2 separate regions of the Sus scrofa genome follow, and region 2 is linked to region 1. Evidence: chromatin contacts called from public promoter capture Hi-C data. All regions are on one chromosome and are shown on one strand. Each heading gives the region's core, a stretch centred on a gene start, on an enhancer-like site or on the middle of the called end of the contact. The rest is flanking DNA. Distances are from core to core; before and after follow the strand shown. Region 1 holds the start of SRSF9 (serine and arginine rich splicing factor 9). Region 2 holds the start of GIT2 (ARF GTPase-activating protein GIT2).

Region 1 (4,323 bases), core at 1,047-3,546:
CAATAGAGTAATGCTTTTAACTCTTTTCTAGGGTGGTAGAGAAGGAAGCCAAGTTGGTTCTCTTGTATTGACGGGAGAAAGAATGCCATCAGGGGTTGGGAGGACAAGCAGAACCAAAGATGGACTAATGAAGGCATCATTCGGTTGTCACAAGCACATAATCACTTACCAAGATTCTAGTCACAGGATTAAAAGCAAGGAGGACCACAACCAGCTCAACCCTAGCTATATTCAAAATATAGTGGGAGAGAGGCAGAACTGCTAGGGTTTAAGATCTCACTATGAATAAAAATTGATCTCAGTTCAAATCATTCTTCTGCTACCTACCAGGCTGTGTCTAGGTAAGTATGTGATCAAGATTTTACAATTAGGAGTTCCCGTCGTGGCGCAGTGGTTAACGAATCCGACTAGGAACCATGAGGTTGCGGGTTCGATCCCTGCCCTTGCTCAGTGGGTTAACGATCCGGTGTTGCCGTTAGCTGTGGTGTAGGTTGCAGACACGGCTCGGATCCTGCGTTGCTGTGGCTGTGGTGTAGGCCAGCAGCTACAGCTCTAATTCGACCCCTAGCCTGGGAACCTCCATATGCCGCAGAAGCGGCCCAAAGAAATAGCAAAAAGACAAAAAAAAAAAAAAAAGATTTTAAAATTAAACGTGAGTAATATGGCCTGTCTCATAAGGTTTTTTATAAGGATTAAATAAGATACTATGTGTGGAGTGCTTTGCTTGAAACTTGGCATTTAGTAATATCAAAAGGTAACTTTTCTACTATGAAAGGAATGAAGGAAGAGATGACAATGAGGCATGTCATATAGTAAGACTGTATTCAAAGGAGCAGAAGAGGGGAGTCAAATTCTACCTTCCCTTAGTAGTCCTCTCTTTTATCAATTCTAAATCCTCAGTTTCCTCATCTGTAAAATGTGATTAAAAGCACCCATTTTATAGGCTGTTGAAAATGCTAAATAATACATAACATGGTGTATGACACATAGCATCAGTTAAAAAAAAAAAATCCTAGAACTGTATTACTAATTAATAGAACTGCAACCTTTTCCACCTTAGGTGTGAAGATGCCTAGTTTCACTTTTGAGGCAAATGATAAGACACTAGGGATGAACTGTCAGAATCTTCAGCCATCAAAACCTCAAGATGCGTCCTGCCTCCCCATCTCCCGAGGCTCCCCTTGCCTCCTACCACCACCCCGGACCCAGGGGCAGTCTTCGGAGTGAAGCCCACAGGGCACAGACTAGGCAACGTGCTTCCTGAGACAATGCTAAAAAATGGAGAACGGGTTTGGATTTACCCCGAGTGAGGTAAGCAGCACAGTGCAGTGACTTCTAAGAACCACCAACCTCAGTTTTGAAAGTCCTCAGGCCTTTTCTGGGCCAAGGGCCGACACTCTTTACAAAACCAAAGATTCCTTCGAGCTGGTTTCAGGATCGAGAGCTTCCAACTCCCCGGGGCCCTTAGCATCCAGAGTTGCCTCCCGCAATAGAGAAGACAGAGTGACATCAGAGATGCCAACAGACTGTTTTAGAAGTTTCCCCAAATCCCTGATGCTTTTATAAGAACGAGTCCCTGAGGCTGGCGATCTGTTCCATCAAAAGCCCCCTCGAAAGGCATCCATACTCCCGCACCAAGCTCCCTGCCAACGGAGAGTTCCAGCTGGGGGTGGGGTGGCCAGGGAGGGCGACCGACTACTTCTGCTCCTCACCCAGTCCTCTCCCGGGCCAGCTCAGGGGCCAAGCTTCTCAAGCCTTGGGCCGCTACCCGCGAAGGGTGCTTGTCCGGCTGTGAGGGAGAGAACGCCCGTCTGTACTATCGCGGAGGCCTGTCTGGGCGGGCTTGGGTCCTCACAAGGTCCGCCTTTTATGTTTTTAAGTAAAGTAAAAAATAATAACAGAGGAAGTGACGACGGATTAAAGGACGGCCCAGAGTCCCGCGGTGAGAGGCCTCAGCCTCCACCCGGGGGCGCCGTGAAGGGTCTACGGCGCGGAGGGAGGGGAGGCCCGGGAAAGGGATGGGGGATGAGGGAAGGAGGGGGCACAGGGCCTTAGGCCGGCGGGCGGTGCGGGGGCCTCACCGGGGGTCCTCAAAGCGCACGAAGGCGAAGGGCACGAGGCCGTGCCGATTCTTGAGCTCGATCTCGCGGATACGGCCGTACTTGTAGAACAGGTCCTCCAGGTCCTTCTCGCGCACGTCTGTCGGAAGGTTCCCCACGTAGATGCGCCCGTCGCCCTCGCCGCCGCGTTCGTCCGCCCAGCCCGACATCCGCACCGCCCGACGCCGCGGGCCCGCCGCAGCCCACGTCGCCGCCGCCGCCTCAGCCGGGGTCCCCCCGCAGCGTCCCCGCGGGCTCGGAGGCACTCAGCCGCACAGCATTGTGGGAAGGCGAGCGGAAGCGAAGGGGTCGGAGGAGGCAAAAGGAACCCTCTTAAAGGGGACGCGGCCACAACGACTGCGCGTGCGTGCAAGCCGGCGCCCCCTGTAGGTGCAAAGTGGGACCCTGGCGGCTGGAGAGAGCGAGACCTTGGAGTCGGGCGTTTTGGATTCACTTCAGTCACTCGCCAGCTGCGTGGACTTGGGCAAGTGACTCAGGCTTCCTGGGCCTCAGTTTTCTCCCTATGTAGCGCTGTCTACCTCATAGGCTTTTGTGAGCACTTACTGATATGACGAGGGTGTAGAAACCAGGGCAACCCCCGCGGGCCGTCACTCCGCGTGCGGGGCGCCGGAGAGAGGAAGTCGGCCGGGGCCTCAGGGCGACCCCCCAGCAGCCATCGCGGCCCTCAGCCTCAGGTCTGTAGCCTTCCGGGCCACCCTGTCCCTATTTTACTGTTGCTTAGAACTAAGGGTGTAAGGCGGGCTAAAATGGATGTGAGGGACCTGAGGTGGGCCCGGTAGCTTGGACTCGAAGCTTATCGGAGACTAGGAGGAAGTAAAAGAAACAAAACTATAGCGACCGTCACTATAGAGTGCTTCTCAAGATCTGTGCTTTTAATCCTCACCCAGCATGGAGGGATTGCAATGTCACAGGTGAGAAAACGTGTGTATCCTAATGGGGTTGGGTTTAGAACCCATGGCTACGCTTCCAGCCTGCGCGCTGAGTCCTTCAGAAGCTCAGGAGCTTAAGGTAGTCCCGTACTTTGGAACGTTTCCACATTTACATTCCATAGTGCAAAGCACTGACGTTAAAAGAGTGAGGCCTTGGAGTTCTCCATCCTGACTCAGCGGAAATAAATCTGACTAGCATCCATGAGGATGCAGATTTGATGCCTGGCCTCGATCAGTGGGTTAAGGATCCAGCGTTGCCCTGAGCTGTGGTGTAGGTCGCAGACGTGGCTGTGGTGTAGGCCTGCAGCTGTAGCTCCGATTTGACCCCTAGCCTGGGAACCTCCATATGCCACGCGTGTAGCCCTTAAAAAAAAAAAAAAAAGAATGAGGCCTTGCATCTAAAGAGTCTTGATCTAGAAAGATGTTTCATGTTGAAAATGAAACCTCTGAATTGTTGGATGGGTAGATATGTGAGAAAGTAAACGCAGCAGAATGTTAACTGTAGAATCTAGATGACGGGTGTATTCAGTGTGTTCCCTGTACCATTCTTTCAACCCTTCTGTATATTTGAAAACTTTCCTAATAAAATGCGGGAGAAGTTCCTGTCCTGGCTCAGTGGAAATGAATTTGACTAGTATCCATGAGGATGCAGGTTCCATCCCTGGCCTCGCTCAGTGGATTAAGGATCCCGTGGTTGCCCTGAGCTGTGATATAGGTTTCGGACTGGGTTTAGATCTGGCATGGCTGTGGCTGTGGTGTAGGCTGGCAGCTACAGCTCTGATTTGACCCCTAGCCTGGAAACTTCCATATGCTGCCAGGCGTGGCCCTAAAAAGCAATGAGTAAACAAACAAAATGGGGGGAGTTAGGAAATATAAACATATTCCATTAGTGCCAGCAGAAGCAAGAGAATAAAACCCAATATTTAATCTCAATGTAGTTGATTTGTAGTTATACCATCTCTTAGCCTTTAAAAATCAAACAAACAAGAGTTCCCACTGTGGTGCAGCAGGATTGGTGGTGTCTCTGGAGCTCTGGGATGCAGGTAAAATCCTCAGCCCTGCACAGTGGGTTAAAGGATCTGGTATAGGTCGCAACTGAGGCTGGGATCTGAGTCTTGGGAACTCCATATGCTGCCAAAAAAAAAAAAAAAAAAATCAAACAAATAAACAAAAAATTCAGAGTTCCCTGTGGCCTAACAGCTAAGGATCCGGCATTTTCACTCCTGTGGCTCCAGGTTGGATCCCTAGCCTGGGAACTTCCACATGCCACAAGT
Region 2 (4,871 bases), core at 1,472-3,971, 560 kb after region 1:
GCCGCATCTTCGACTTACACCACAGCTCACGGCAATGCCAGATCCTTAACCCACTGGGCGAGGCCAGGGATCAAACCCACAACCTCATGGTTCCTGATCAGATTCATTTCCACTGTGCCATGATGGGAACTTCCGTAGCTCCTTGATTCAATGAAGAACCAAGTAAACTTACATCTGCTCACCAGCCTGAACTTTCTGCACAGCTGTCTACTAGATCATATAGCTAGGCAAAGTTATTTAATGCATTCTGAAAGCATCCTCTGCCTTCCCTGCTTGTGAATAGCCAGCTTTTCAGATGCCTACAACAACAGCTGTTCAAGAATTCAGGCTTAATCCATTCTCCACAGGTGTTGAGTCCAGAAGATTTGAGAATACATGAAGCAAAACAGGATGTAGAAGCATCAGGATGGCATCCAGAGGCTTTAGCTATGGAATGTGTGGGAAATATATGTTAATGCACACACCACTCATTTATAAAAATGGAGAAATGAAACAAAGACCCATGCTTTTGACATCTCCTTCAGGACTTCCTAACCTTTAAGAAGATTTATGCAATTTAATCTTTCTCTTCATTGTCTCATGCTTATCTAATCTCTCTTAATTCATTAGTTGGAGAACTTCACAATGGCTGTTCACCAGAGTACCTAAAGTCAAAATAATACCTGGCCCGGGAGTTCCCCATGTGGCTCAGTGGTTAACGAATCCGACTAGGAACCATGAGGTTGTGGGTTTGATCCCTGGCCTTGCTCAGTGGGTTAAGGATCCAGCGTTGCTGTGAGCTGTGGTGTAGGTCGCAGACCCAGCTTGGATCCCGTGTTGCTATAGCTCTGGTATAGGCTGGCGGCTACGTCTCCGATTAGACTCCTAGCCTGGGAAGCTCCAAATGCCACAGGAGCGGCCCTAGAAAACACAAAAAGACAAAAAAAAAAAAAAAAAAAAAAAAAAAAGACCTGGCATTGCCTTGAGCTGCGGTGTAGGTCACAGACTCGGCTCAGATCCCGAGGTGCTGTGTAGGCTGGCAGCTACAGCTCTGATTAGACCCCTAGCTTGGGAACCTCCATATGCTGTGGGTGGGGCCCTAGAAAAAGGCAAAAAGGCAAAAATAAATAAATAAAAATAAATTAAAAAAAACAAAGCAAAACAAATACCTGGCCCATGATAGGCATCGAACATTTGCTGAATGGAGATCATAGTTGGGTTTACATATAATACACAAAATATTCATTAGCATTAGGGTCACACCTCTGCTCTCTATCACACTGATTAAACTCACTTCATTGCGTTTATCTCATACCATCCTGTATATTAGGTTATCTATCGTTATCCTCAAAATTGTGATTAAGAAATAATAGTAATATCAAATTCCAATAATAACAGAGGCTACTTTTTTTTTGCTTTTTGCTATTTCTTGGGCCGCTCCCGCAGCATATGGAGGTTCCCACGCTAGGGGTCTAGTTGGAGCTGCGCCACCGGCCTACGCCAGAGCCACAGCAACGTGGGATCCGAGCCGAGTCTGCAACCTACACCACAGCTCACAGCAACGCCGGATCGTGAACCCACTGAGCAAGGGCAGGGACTGAACCTGCAACCTCATGGTTCCTAGTCGGATTCGTTAACCATTGCGCCACGACGGGAACTTCAAGAGGCTACTATTAATGAGGGTTCACTCTGAGGCAAGCATACCACACTCTTCTGTGAATTATTCCATTTGTTCTTAGCCAGACAGTAAATATTTAGCTATACGTTTCATATATGAGTTTTGTTAAATATTCATCCTTTCCCTCTTCTCCTTCCTCTTTACAATCCTTCAAAAATGTAAAAATTAGGAGTTCCCTGTGTCGTGCAGTGGAAAGGAATCCAACCAGTAAACCTGAGGATGCAGGTCTGATCTCTGGCCTCGCTTAGTGGGTCCGGGATCTGGTGTTGCTGTGGGCTAGTGGGTAGGTCACAGGTGCAGCTGGGATCCCGCATTGCTATGGCTGTGGTGTAGGCTGACAGCTGTAGCTCCAATTTACCCCTAACCTGGGAACCTCCATATGGCCTAAAAAACAACAAAACAAGTAAAAATTAAGAGTTGATGGCCGAGCAATTAAGGACTCAGTTGTCACTGCTGTGGCTCGATTATTGCTATGGCTCCAGTTCCATCCCGGCCCTGAAACTTCCACATGCCAAAACACAACAAAAACAAAAAAATAAAACTATGAAAATCATTTTTAGGTGCAAGCCATACAAAAGAAAATTGTAGGCTAGCGGTAGATACACATTATCTTCCTCTAGCAGATTATATTAAAACTGCAGCATAAGGAAACACATAATATACCCTTATTTTACTTATTGTAGATCTAGCACAATTGAATGTTAGCTCCATAAAGACAGGAAATTTTGTCCTCTTGGCTCACTACTCTTTCTTCACTGCTTGGAACACTGTGTGTAATTTGCTGAATAAAGGAAAGAATATATAAATGAACTTGGCCAAAGTTATGCGAAATGACTTGACTACTGATTACCTCAGGCAGGTTGCAGCTGCAGACTTCTGGTTACTAGATTTGGTATTAATCAGTGCTGGGAAGAAGCGAATTTCTTCTGGAGAGGGAGACAAATTACAGAAAATTTGGAAGCAGGACGGAAGATCCTTGCCCTCACTCAATATGGCGACAGGGCAGCGTGCCCTTTCCGGTCACATGATCTGCCTATTGCCAAAGGGTGCCTCCCCGCGCGTGCGTGCTGGGCCGCGGCTGCGAGGCGCTCAGGGAGAGGCGCTGCCGCCAGCGCCGCCGCTGGGACCCGTTAGAGCGGAAGCGCCTCCGCCGCCGCCGCCGCCGCCGCCGCCTTCGCTGTCTCGGGGCCCCAGGTTCCCGGCAGGTGGGAGGCGGGAGCCATGTCGAAGCGGCTCCGGAGCAGCGAAGTGTGCGCTGACTGCAGCGGGCCAGGTGAGTCTCATCAGCCGGGCCCGCTCCCCTCAGCTCTCCTGGCCAGGACCCCTGCCCCGGGGCCGCCCCTCGAGCCGGGCGGGTCCCGGCAGTCGACCTCTGCATCCCATGCCTGGGGTCACGACGAGGAGGAAGGGGGGCGGTCTTGGGGCAGAACCTGCCCCTGGCCTGTCAGAGCCGGGCGGGCAGGGGGCCGCCGCCCTCCCGCCCCTCCTTTCCCTTTCGTTCACTCTGTCCCAGGCCGTCCGGGGAGGCGGTGGGGTCGGAGCCGCTTTCCTAACAGGAAGGGGCTTGGGCAATCCACAGGAAGGCCAATTACAGAAGTAAAATGCGAGCGTCTTCCCGGCTGCGGCCCCCAGAGACTGCAGGTGTCACCACCCCCTTCCCACAGTCACCCAAGACCCCCGTCCCCGGAGGCGCCCTGCTGGTAGTGGGCGACGCTCACCCCTTCCCTCCACTGAGACTCGCCAGAGGACCCCCATGGACGATTTCGCCATTTCTGGCATCCCGACTCCCGCTCCACGGCAGAGAGTCTCCAGGATGTCGGGGTCTTGCAAACGCCACCTGCACTTGGGAGGCAATGCTTGGCTCAGGTTCTGAGATCTGAACCGTCTGAGTTCAAACTAGATGTTCCCTCTGGGTGACCTTGGGCTGGTGACTTCATTTGGCCGAGTCTTCATTTCCTCATTTTTCCGATGGGGATAATGGGGAGTATGGTGCTTAGCGGTAGGGAAGATTCAGTGAATATTCTTAGCATCATCTCATTTAAATTTTTTTCCCCTATTGTGTACAGAACCTTTACAGTCCCTTAAAACTATAGTTGAATTTCTAAATCATGCATTAATTACAGCTTACAAAACCAACACACACCACATCACTGACAAGTAGACCCATTTGGGCATTTAGGCAATATAGGCATATGGCAGCACTGAAAGGCCAAAACTAAACCTCCCATGTGTAGTTTTCGTCTTAGCAGTTGGAACTGAGTTGACAGGTCTCTGTACTGTTCTCAGTGCTTGTATTTTTCTGCTTTGAATTTGAAGTAATTCAAAAGGTAAAATGGCACCACAGCATCCAGTAAACAATCTTAATGAAACCATTGCGCACCAGTGTTTTTGCGACTGTTCCAAACTTTGTCTTGTCAGATGGAAGTGGAGACTGATTTTTAAATAGTACTATGATAATTCAAACCTTATGTGGTTATTTCATGGCCTCTATAATGTAAGTGGGGTTACCGGTTTCCTTTGAAGATAGGGAGACGGGTGGAGGAGTTTAAAAAGAGGTGTTTTAGAAACCAAGTTAATGTGTTATACAAACTCCATCGTATTCTCTAAAAATGTTATTTGTTCCACTTCCTTATTTTCTTGCCTCTTTTCGGTTGAACCTTCTGTGATGTTTGATTCTTATGAGTCTAGATTCAAACTTCCTCTTGAAATGCATTTTCTGTGCTTCTCAGTGGGTGGTATGAGGCAAAGGAAAAACTGCAGCTCCCTTGCTACACTAAACACTATCTTGCACCTCTGCAGCATTTTGTGCATTTCAGAACATTTTCTCTTCCATTGTTTCATTTTAGTTGTTGTCTCATATGCCTAATCTACAGAGACTTGAGTCACTTCCTTCCTGTTTTGAATATAATTAGGCTACCTTGAAATGTTCTGAACTTGAGCAGCCAGGAATTTGTGCTGTCTTTTCTGCAAAGCCCTATGAAAGTTACCTTTAGGGTTAGGGACCCCTTTGAGATTCTGATGAATGCTAAGGCCTTCTTGCCAGAAAATGCACACATAATTACTCTTTCACAGAGAATTTATGTTACGATTTTTCAGTGGAATCATAGACGTTTCTGAAGCCCATTTGTTGTCTTCTTAGAAGCCAGGTTAAGAAGCCATAGCATAAACCGTTCAGATAGACTGGAAGGGGTTCACCCAGCCTCTTGCATACAAA

What was found. Promoter capture Hi-C pulls out the DNA fragments that hold promoters and counts their contacts.
Region 2: a promoter capture Hi-C map of fetal skeletal muscle shows a contact between it and region 1, with 6 times the contacts expected there. The contact joins the promoter of GIT2 here to the promoter of SRSF9 in region 1. A contact is called at or near these places in 1 of 5 promoter capture datasets (fetal skeletal muscle) and 1 of 2 datasets of contacts at active chromatin or transcription factors (alveolar macrophages).

What each region holds. Positions count from the first base shown.
Region 1 is chr14:40,431,654-40,435,976 of Sscrofa11.1, forward strand. SRSF9 (serine and arginine rich splicing factor 9) reads right to left here and starts at 2,297. Exons shown (of 4, transcript NM_001195566.1): 1 at 2,082-2,297. The coding sequence starts at 2,269.
Region 2 is chr14:40,993,265-40,998,135 of Sscrofa11.1, forward strand. GIT2 (ARF GTPase-activating protein GIT2) reads left to right here and starts at 2,722. Exons shown (of 18, transcript XM_003483442.4): 1 at 2,722-2,930. The coding sequence starts at 2,879. It overlaps ANKRD13A (ankyrin repeat domain-containing protein 13A), which reads right to left and starts at 2,618. Exons shown (of 15, transcript XM_021074290.1): 1 at 2,508-2,618.